Linked DNA regions of Columba livia: region 1 is linked to region 2. The links are chromatin contacts, called in public Hi-C maps. All regions are on one chromosome and are shown on one strand. The core of a region is the stretch at or near the end of the contact, and the rest is flanking DNA. Distances in the headings are between cores, read along the strand shown.

Region 1 (5,640 bases), core at 2,408-4,907, 320 kb before region 2:
TGCGTTGGATAAAGACACCCACAGTTCCCCAGTCATGGCCTGTGCTGGGGACATGTCTCTGCCATTGCTGATGCAATGTGGTGTGTTACCTGCTCTCAAGTCAACCGGGTTGTTTCTCCTATGAAAGTCCCATTCCCTATTGAAAATCCTTCTAAACTCAACCCTGTGAGATCAGGAGGTACTGGGTGACTGCAGCTGAAGGGGCAGTGGGGTGCTGAGCTGCCTCCCCATCCCTGAAGGAGGGGTCCATGTGCTAGCTGGGGTACACACAGGCGGGGAGCAAGGAGACACCAGACTCCACATGTGGCAACTTTTACCCCATGAAAAAATCTGAGTAGGAAAAGTCTGCTGCCTTCCACTTGGGAATGAGCCCTGGTGCGCACCTGGCCCTTGGGACACTCATCCTGCAGCCTGCACCCGCCTGTGCCCCCATCCTTGCAGGCAAAGCCCATTGATGGAGATGAAAGAGCATCTCCCTGGACAGCCAGTGCACCTCCACGGACTCTGTGTCCTGCCCACAGATCCTGGTCCCCAGATACCAGTCTCCAGTAGGTTTGGTTTGGATGGGATGTCCCCAGCCTTGAGTCATCTCAGGAGTTCCCAGCTGGACCACTCACCGGGGGGGCAGTTGCCGTCTCCTGGGGGATGCATTCACCTGGCCCAGATGACAGGAGAGAAAACCAGCAACATGAGAAGGGAGGTGTCCTGACAGACTCATGTCACCGTGGTCCTGCACCATGCACACATGGGACCTTGGGGAAGGGGACACCCTCCCAGTTTCACCCCAACGTTCTTTCCCTCTTGCTGCTTTCCACCTCCCACTTGCAGGAGCACCACCCTAAAATCCCCACACCCACATCCATCACATTAGCACCTTCTGAACCCCAGGCTGAGCAAGGAGCTCCTCAGCTCCTGGGAGCACCCAGTCATGGGTGCCCTGCACCCTCATCCCAGCACAGTGTTCTGGGGTGCGCTGACCTGGCAGACAGGTAAGGATCCCACCATCTGGAAGCTGGTGGAAACCTGACTGATACATGGCCTTGTCTCTTTCCCATCCCATCCTAGCAAAGTCTTTGCCTCTCCTCCATCCATCCTGATTGTCTCACTTTCTCCACAGCCTCGCACACCAGGATGGAACAGCCCCAGTGCCAGGGGGATAAGCAGCGGGAGGGGTGTGTGCGTTACCTCTGTTGGCCAGGACGAAGATGGAGTCTTCAGGGATGCCCAGCTCTAGAGCCAGTTGCTGGAAAGACTCGATGAGGTCCTCCCGCAGCTCCGGACTCCTCCCTGGGCGAGGGAATGGGCTGTGAGCAGGGTTGGTGTGGGAGGGGGTCTGCATGCAGCCCCCCAAACACCCGCCAGCCTGCAGAGTTCAGGCAACTGCAGCCTCCTGGTCCTACCCAACCTCTCCTCTGGTATTCCTGACCAGCCTTGACCAAGGGCTTGGACAAAGTGGTTTTAATGTTTCTCAATTTTGAAAGACAGCACCTCCTGCCACTTCAGGGCCTGGGGTTCTTCCAGGCAGATCTTGCCACCTTCACCCCAAACAATGGGCTGGTTTGGATGTTCATTGTGTGACATGGCTCTAGGCTGAGCCATACAACTCACCCACTGCAGTGCCCAAGATGAACTGGTCCAAAGCACCATGGTCAGGTCCCTCAAGGCCAAGGGATCCTTGGGGGGTGTTTCTGAGCCACACTGGCCCGCACCAGAGCCTGCTCACCCACAAGTGCCGTAGCCAGACATACCGTACAGCTTCAGAGTGGTGCTCGGGCCAAAACTGCTTTTCTTCTTCATCAGAATGACAGCATATTCTTCATAATTGGTGCGGAGCACGTAGGACTGGATAGATACATCCCATTCTGGGTGAGACAGAGACACAGGGGACATCATTCCTGCCCCCAGGGAGAAGCGGGGCAGTGTAAGGCAGCCCGAGCTGGGGGCTGAAATCAGGCAGCTAATTGAAGAAAACAGCTGATTTTTGGGAAGGAGACTGATATAATTCCTACTGCCTTTAGGCTCACCAGCTTATTCTTAGTCAAGGGAACTGGAAACTTAGAGTCGTGGGCAACTGAGATACCACCAATGCTCTGGAAATGTGGCTGGTGGGTCCCAGACCCCGCTTGGGACTTTGGGAACAGGAGAGATCTGCTGGACCAACACATAGTCCTGTGTGTATGCAGGGCCAGTGCTGAAACAGCCCCTTTCCCCCAGCTTAACTCCAGACTTTAACTGGAAGTGACCCAAACTGTGGAGCGGCTTCTGAACCTTGCTTTCCTGAACCCTTCCCCAGCCTCAGCTGCGCCCAGCACTGGTTCCCGTCACTCGGCCACATCGCAGCTCTCGGGGCCAAGCAGGTTGGCAGCGAGCCCAACTTACTGGGGTTATAGTAGGTGTATTTGCCAGGGGTGCTGGTTTTCTGGTACTCTCCTGCAATGAGCTTGCAGTCACCTTGCCTGGAGGGAGGAGAAAAACAGCTGCTTGGAGTGATCATGAAAATCACCTCAGGGGCACCGGGGCCGTGGCACGGGACCCCCGAAATTCTCTGCCCAGCGCATTGGGTATTTAAGCCAAATCCAGCCCCTCCTCATGGCTCTGATGCCAGACAGAGCAAGCAACCCCCACATCTTGTCCCAGCCTTGGGGACACAGAGCAGCCCTGGCTAGGATGGCTTTGGGGCAGGCTCGAGCATCCGCGGCAGCACCCGTACCGCAGCCTGGTGCTGGCAGTGCTGATCTGGTCAGCGCTGGGGCCAGGGCCCAGCACCAACGTGCCCATGCTGAACTTCTCCTTGTAGTTCTTCATCCATTTGCAGGTTGTGCCAACGGCGATGTCGTACCACTTCCCATACATCTGGGGGGAGAAGAAAGGACTGTCTCCACCATGAGCCCTCTCCACCAAAGTGGGACAGCTGGTTTTCTGCAGAGCTGCAATATTCATGGCCAAGAGAGCAACTGCGGGGTGGTGGTGCAGAGTGCCAGGGTCAGAGCTGCTGCGGGCTTTGGGAAGCGGATCAACATTGAGCAGGGTTTTCCTGGGTCCCCCGACCACCAGGCAGGGCTGGGGTTGTCAGACTGACATCCCCCCATGTGTTCCAGGAGAGCCCAGGCCCAAACACAAGTGTGGGGCTGTGCAGAGCCTGGCAGGGACAGGGCTGCCTGCGGGAGATCCCTCAGGCACTCTGCATCCCACAGAAATCCTTCTTTGTGGGGATGCCTGCAGGCCCTGCCCGCACCTCTTAGGCTGCGCAGATCAATAGATGTCTCGTGGGATTCATCTGCCCAGCTGCTCAGGCTGCAGCTGCCCTGCCAAGGTGTGGGGTGAAGCCACCCCCCAACCAGCGCCCAGAAAGGGCCATGCTGTCAATGCTTGTCCTGCACAGCCTGACGTGGGCAGGAGTAATGAATTAAACCCTTCCCCCATCCCTTCTGCCCCCAGAGTGAAGGAACCGCAAGCCGCTGTTACCCGCTCAGCCTCAAAATTCTCCTGCACTTGGATATCCTCATCCTGGTCCCCAATGGGGGTTCCGCTGGCCACAGTGAAGAGGAGGAGCGCAAAGAGACCCCGCATCATCCTGGCTGGTGGCTCTGGAGTGCTGCTGAGCACCAGCGCACCCGTGGGATCTCGGACTCTGCGCTGTCCCCACACTGCGCAGCAGCGTGACCTTCAGACCGCGGCCAGCGGGGCAGCCGGCCTGGCCGGGGGGTGTCGGGGGGTGTGGGCAGCTTGTCACCCTGTGTGGTCACAGCCGTGTGGCCCCGGGGCTTGCCACTGCCCTCAGCCCTGGGGATCTGCAGAGAGCTGATGTGGGGTGCAGAAAGGGAGACGAGCATCTCCCTGCAGTGCCAGGCTGAACTCCTTGCCCTCACCTGTTTCTACACCACGGCTTGGCCCAGACGTGGGGCCAGCACCTGCCTATTCTTCTTTATTCTACCTTGAGGTTCATATTCCCGCCCTGGTGTCCTGCAAAGAGCCCTGATGGTGCCCCCAGCCCCAGCAGACCAGCCTGACCCTGCAGAGAGAAGAGGACCTGGGGGCTCCACAGTGCTGCCTAATCCTGACCAGTGTCTGCAAGGAGCAGAGCTTGTGCTGCCTGCTCCCCCGTCCTGGGGCTTCCAAGCTGGTGTGAATACTCTGGAGCCATCTGGGTGTCACCCGGACCTGGCAGGCGTGGGAGGCGTGGGGCACACCGCCCTTCCCCACCACTGTTTGCCTTCACAGGATGATTAACAGAAACCAAACAGCCCGAGGGAAACGGCAAACAGAGCAAAGGGCAGGAGCCCCTCTCCGGCCTGCCCCCAGCCCAATATTTGCAGAGAAGGGCCAGAGCCGCGGCACGCTTGCAGGAGCCAGCCGGACCTTCACCTCTCCTCGCCACCGGTGGCCACCAACCGGCCCTTCGCACAGGACCGATGGATGCGCTGCCCGGGCAGCACAGGCTGCTGGGGAGGCCTGAGCATCTCGTCACACACACGTCTTAGTGCACATCTGGGGTGTCCTTGGGAGCACAGGGGAAATTCGGGCGTGGGGCAGAGACCCCTTTAATGAGTCCACCTCTTTAACCCGCCCTGTGCTTCCCTGTCTCCGGAGGAGCCCACCTCGGTCCAGCCCCAGCCCTGGGCTCCAGTCCCCCGAGCTGGGGCTGCGGGACGCCGGGGCTGCCCGGCCGGACCTTCCCGCGCCCCGCCAGCACTAGGTGGCAGCCGGCGGCAAGGAATGGCAGCGCGGCCCCGCTCCCGCTCCGGCCCCGCTCCGGCCCCGCTCCAGCCGCGCTGCAGTGGGCGGGGGAGCCCCGCTGTGCCCCGGGGGGCCCTTCCCTAGGCGGCAGGGCCGGGCAGGTCCCCGGGCAGTACCAGAGTACCGGCCCCGGGAGCTTTGCGGAGCCGGACCGGTGTCCAGCGGCAGGCAGGTCAGCCGTGCAGCGGCAGCTGCCACGGCCATGGCATCAGGTACAGAAATGCCCCGTGGGGCAAAAGTCCCCGGGTGTGACCAATACAGGACACGTTCCTACATATCGTCTTTGGGGACCAGTCTGCTTTACTGGGAGCATATGCCCCCCTTGCTGGGACCTGGCAGGGGAGGCAGGAGGATGCGTGACCCTCAGCTGCTTTTGGCTCCCCTCCTCCGCAGCCGGGAGCGCAGGGAGCTGTGCCCTTCTAAAGGACAACAGCTGGGGAAGCTGCAGGCATGGGCCACATCCAGCCCAGTCCTCTCCTCTTCTGTACACAAGAACACGGTGTGTGGCTGTGACTGTGGACCTGTGGGCACCATCCTCAGTGAGAACACTGGGGAGCAGCTGTACTGGCTGCAAAAAACTCATGCACGTTGACTGTGCTGAGAAAGACCATAGAAGTGGTGCAGCCCCTCCATCCCCCTGTTCACTGTCCTCATTCCCTCAGGCTGCGGTGGCTGGGATCGCTGGGCAGGGATGGAGAAACTCCCCATGACGCCAGAGCACAGGGTGGTGGAGCCTCTGCAGGGAGGGGGGTTGGCCCCCCAGCTGGGCTCTGGGCATCATCTTCATTTCTCTACACCAAAGCTCACCGGCTATGTCTTTGCCTCTTGCTTTTGAGATCCTTCTAAACTCCTTGCCATCAACACAGCCTTGGCCATCCAGAAGAGCTCAAAGTAATTGATGAA
Region 2 (5,079 bases), core at 2,420-4,919:
GATTTAAGGTGAGTTTGAGTAGAATTATTTACTCACATGAGCAACTGCTTTTGTTGTCAAAGAGTGTAAGTGCATAGACCTCTTCCTCTTGCTGTTTTACCAACCGTGTTCAACTGTCCCAACAAGGAGAGCTGAGAAAAGTTCACCCACCACAACTGCTGAACTGGAGGCACCAACAGAACTTTGTGCGGCTGGGTGTTATGATTTCTGCTAACAATAGTATTATTGCCTTAAAAGACCAAACAGCACTTTTTCTGATGGATCATTTACATTCCAGAATATGCACTTCGCTAGTTCCACTCCACATGCTAAAAGGCTATTATTCCTCCTCTGTTGTTCTGTTGCATACAGTGAGAAAATGCACAGACCCAGAAGTCACGGCTGTTAGGGACACTCGTGCCAAAAAGCTGACGCAGCCACGGGCAGGTGCCTGTTTCCATAGGGAACCAGAAGCCTTTGGAACACCAAAATGGACAGTGCTACACGAGAGGCAGTTTCACCATTCATAGAAGCACAGACAGATTGAATGATTGATTTTAATTAAAAAGTCACAATTTAGAGTGAGTCAACAGATCCTTTAGTTGACGCCATCATCCAATACCCTTTTATAAAACCTACTACCCAAAAAGCACTCTTGTCCTACTGAAACAATACATTGAGACAAAGAGATCCCCAAATCCCTTTACAAGATTATGGTGAGATAAAAACTCCGCCAGCAGAAAGTCGCAGCATGAGAACTGTGCTCTTGCTGAAGGTGAAAACCTGGTATGATGCTGGAAATCCCTTCCTGACCTCACATCTGGATTGCACCGCAAACACCTTGGGAAGACACAGTAAATGAGGGAGGGGATTGTCCAAATGGGTACGAGACACATGTTTGCACAGCTCAGCGTCTGCTCCCTGTGGCCAAGCTCTGACGATTTAAAGAACAGTGGAGGAGGAAACACGCTACTTTAATCTAACTTTCCCCTGTCAGAACAGCAGAATTCTCCCTTGAAGCAGATGTTCATCCACAAGCACAAGATCACTTAAACCTATCTTAATTTAGAACTACAGCAAGATCACTTAAACCTATCTTAATTTAGAACTACAGCCCTTTAAGCAAGTTTAAAAACTCCTGCTATTTCTGCAGCCAAGCAGACTGAGCAGTACAGCATCCCAGAAGGCGACTCACTGATAATCCCCCTGATTTCCCCCAAACCACAAGGGCAAACTTGCACCAGCAAGTTGCCCAAGGTTCCAGGTTTAAGCCTATCTTCAAAATTGTTATTGTTTCAGCTTAGGAGCTCCAAATAATGGCAAACCTTTAACATCTCCTGTAAACTATTCCTATAATTAACCTCCATCACTGCTAGGAAATTGTGTCATATTTAAAAGAATTTGTGTAGCTTTGACTTCCAGTTACCGGATCTCACTATGTCTTTGTTGGAAAGACTGAAATGTTCAGCTATCAGATAACTTTCCCATCGGCATGGATTTCCACAGAGCGGCTGAGTCACTTCTTAACCCTCTTCTCTTGGATGTGCCTGAATAAACCGAGTCCATTAGTCCATTATGTGGCTTGTTTTCCAGAACCAGAGCATTTTTGTGGCCTCCTCTGGACTCCTGGGTATTTTCATATCTTACTTGACAGCTACTGTAAGTGGAGATTATGTTCTAGGAGTCTGTTCTAACAATACCATGAACATGAGGCCCTTTAAAAAATAAAAGAAAAAAAAAGCAACAAAAATCACAGTGTTAGGGATTGGAAGTGACCTCGAAAGATCATCTAGTCAAATCACAATTGAAATAAACTCTTCCCACACCAGCAAAGTTCAAATTGTGTCACTGATGCAACGAAATCCTCCGGGTCACTCTCTGCCACCTCTGTGGTTGTGTTGTGAACCTGTCATGGTTTCTAGATGTAATGTTGCCTTTTTCATTATATTAAGATCCTTCTCCCGCTTGGAGCCGTCTAACCAGGAAGGTCAGACCAGGCTACAGCAGTAACACCTTGCCATTGATCATCTCACCTGTCTGTCTTCAGTAAACTTTACAGCAAAGGTATAAACCTGCTTTTGGAAAATTTAAGCCAGTATTAGTATTTGAACAAAGAACTGGTAAGTGGAGGAGCTGACTGGAAACAGCCCAGTCATTTATGTCTTCTAATTAACAACAAAGATGCAGGATTTGTTCCTAAGCTCATTCTTAAACTTCGCCTCGCTGCCCTACGGCATCACCTTTGTTCATTAAATTGCCAGGTCACACTAGAGTCAAATTCCTCAGAGTTTCAAGTATGTGGTTCAAACAATATCAAAACCGACTTAACCAGACCTTGAAGTCCCCTCCAGAAGGAACACCGGGGGCGGGGGAATCTCCTCTTCGAGGGTATGTTGTTAAGTCCTTGATCTCCACACTCATTGCATTTGTAGTATCTAATTACAGAGTTTTACAAGCTTGTTTTATTTTATTCCTGCTATTAATATCAGGTTAACTTGCTTTTTTTGTTTTGATAAAACACATTTCATCTTCCCACACATGTGAACAATATCTGTGGTACTTCCAAACCCAGTGAATCTTTTCCCCCCATTTTCAAAGCATTTAAAGTCAGTGGTGGGGAGCTCAACCAACTCCTTTAAAACTAAGCTGTCTGAAAACACACCGATTCTACCGTTCCTGTAACAGGCCGGCCGTACATTCCTTTGGCTTCCAGTGATACTTCGTTATTAATTCACCCCAATTACCTGTAAGCCATATAATTACGTACGGTGGCTACACAAAACCTGTAAAGTAAGTAATTACTTGTAATTATGAACCTGCGGCCCGCACTCACTGTCCGCCTCTTCCCTCCGCTCCCCGGCCCTTCCCCGGGCTCCCGCCGCTCCGCCCCCGCCTCCCGCAGGTCCCGGGGCCGCTCCGCCCGCAGGCGCCCGGGCCCGGCCGGTGTCCGCTCCGCAGGGGCCGCTCAGGAGCGAGACGCGGGCGGGGATCGGCCCGGCCCGCCGGCTCCGCCCGCCTCAGGGGCCGCACAGCCCGGGCTGAGGCGCCGCCCGGAGCTGCCGCCCGCAGCCCTACCGTAGATACCGGCAACACCGGCGGGTGCGCTCCCCGCTACCGTACTGGCGCCCCGCGCCAGCTCCGCCGGGAGGCGCCACCCAGGGACGCCGAGACACTTCGTAGTTTTATTTCGGCTGCGAAGCGCGTTACACCCGGAGCGGCCCCGCTGCCCCCGCCCGCCCCGCTCCCCTCGGGCTTCCCAGGCTCAAGGTCCGCTGCGCTGCGCCGGGCTCCTCCAGACGGGCCCGGGCACAGCTTCCCCCCCCGAGGCTGCGCCAGGAACCGGGCCCCGCCGCGGCCCTGCGCCCCGCGGAGCCGGAGCCGCAGCCCGGCCCGGAGCTGCCCGGTGCGCCCGCCGGCTGCTGCCACTCACCTGGCACCAACCCGGAAGCAGCAACGGGAACTCCGGAGTCCTCCTTTTAAAATCTTCCCCGGCGCGCCAACGCCTCTGCTCCGCGCGACAAACCCGACCGGGTCCGGAATCCCTTGTGCGCAGCCGCGCGCCCCGCCGGACCGCTTTTGCGACGGCACCGACGCACAGCGCCTGCAGGGGGCGGTGTCGCCCGCGGCAACGCAGCGAGCCCCGAGCTTACCGTATTTACCAGAGCGCGGCGGCATCCTTATGCCTACCGTACTTACTGTAGTTAACACGAACACCTGTAGGGCCGCGAAAATAACTATTACATTTAAAACCCACCCAAAACAGCATTATGTGTCCTTGTGGCCAAGAAGGCAAATGGCACCTGCAGTGCATCAGGTAGAGTGTGAGCAGCAGGTCGAGAGCGGATTATCTTCCCTCTGCTCTGCCCCGGTGAGGCCCCATCTGCAGTTCTGTGTCCAGGTCTGGGCTCCCCAGTTGAAGAAGGACAAGGAATCACTGGAGAGAGTCCAGCGGAGGGACACAAAGATGCTGAGGGGTCTGGAACATCTTCCTGATGAGGAGACACTGAGAGAGCTGGGGCTGTTCAGCTGGAGAAGAGAAGCTGAGAGGGATCTGATCAATGGGATCAGTATCTCAGGGTGGGTGTCAGAGGATGGAGCAGACTCTGTTCAGTGGTGCCCAACGCCAGGGTGAGGGGCAACGGGCACAGACTGAAACACAGGAGGCTCCATCTGAACATGAGCAGAAACTTGTTTGCTGGGAGGTGCCAGAGCCTGGCCCAGGCTGCCCAGAGCGGGTGTGGAGTCTCCTGCTCTGAGACATTCAAACCCCCTGGACCCACCTGTGTGATCTGCTCTGTGACCCTGCGTGAGCAGGTGGGGCTGGGGATCTGCAGAGGTCCCAACCAGGCTGCGCCAGGGCCTTTCTGCTGGTGGCCTTTCAGTCGCCGTTCACCGCCAGCGGCCCAGCCACTCACCCCGCGGTGCTGCCCTGCGCGGCTGAGGACGGAGGGGCGGGGGGAGGCAGCGGCGCTTCCTCCTCCGCCCGCTCCCCGCCCCGGGGCCGCGCCCGCCGGCAGGTGAGCCCGGCGGGAGGCCCAGCCGGGTCCGCGGGCCATGGCGTACCGGGAGCTGGTGAGGCGCTGGCACCAGGGCGTGCTGGCGGCCGACGGCGGGGACTGGGACGGCGCCCTGGAGATCTTCGGCGGGATCCCGGAGCCGCCGGCCCGCATCTGCTTCAACATGGGCTGCGTGCAGCTGCTGGCGGGGCGGCCCGGGGAGGCGCTGCGGGTGAGCGGGGTCGAGCGGGGCGAACCGCAGGGCGGGCCGGGGGGGACGCTGGGGCGGGCGGCACCGCTTGGCCATTTCGGGTTTTGAGGGAATAATGGCTGAAACTAATAATGCTGAAATTGTTGCCCTGAGGGTGGTGAGAGCCTGGCCCAGGTTGGCCAGAGAGGTGGTGGATGAACCATCCCTGGAGACATCCCAGGCCAGGCTGGACGGGGCTCTGAGCAACCTGAGCTGGTGAAGATGTCCCTGCTCATGGCAGGGGGGCACTGGGGAGCTGGGAAGGTCCCTTCAACCCAAACTGTTCTGTGATGCTACGAAACTCTCATTAAAATCCAGAGTTTCTTGTCCTGCACATCCCACTAAAAGCACAGA

What was found. Hi-C and Micro-C count contacts between places; a contact is called where the count stands out from the background.
Region 1: a contact with region 2 is called in a Hi-C map of liver, with 3 times the contacts expected there. The contact joins the promoter of AMBP here to the promoter of EXD3 in region 2. A contact is called at or near these places in 2 of 2 Hi-C or Micro-C datasets (crop and liver).

What each region holds. Positions count from the first base shown.
Region 1 is chr19:10,764,351-10,769,990 of bColLiv1.pat.W.v2, reverse strand. It overlaps AMBP (alpha-1-microglobulin/bikunin precursor), which reads right to left and starts at 3,657. Exons shown (of 10, transcript XM_065036205.1): 1 at 3,466-3,657; 2 at 2,711-2,853; 3 at 2,380-2,456; 4 at 1,749-1,862; 5 at 1,186-1,287; 6 at 618-655. The coding sequence starts at 3,573.
Region 2 is chr19:10,440,078-10,445,156 of bColLiv1.pat.W.v2, reverse strand. EXD3 (exonuclease 3'-5' domain containing 3) reads right to left here and starts at 3,669. Exons shown (of 21, transcript XM_065036172.1): 1 at 3,410-3,669. The coding sequence starts at 3,654. NOXA1 (NADPH oxidase activator 1) reads left to right here and starts at 4,325. Exons shown (of 15, transcript XM_065036193.1): 1 at 4,325-4,707. The coding sequence starts at 4,534. LOC135575862 (a long non-coding RNA gene) reads right to left here and starts at 1,409. Exons shown (of 2, transcript XR_010467229.1): 1 at 1,072-1,409; 2 at 1-1,034.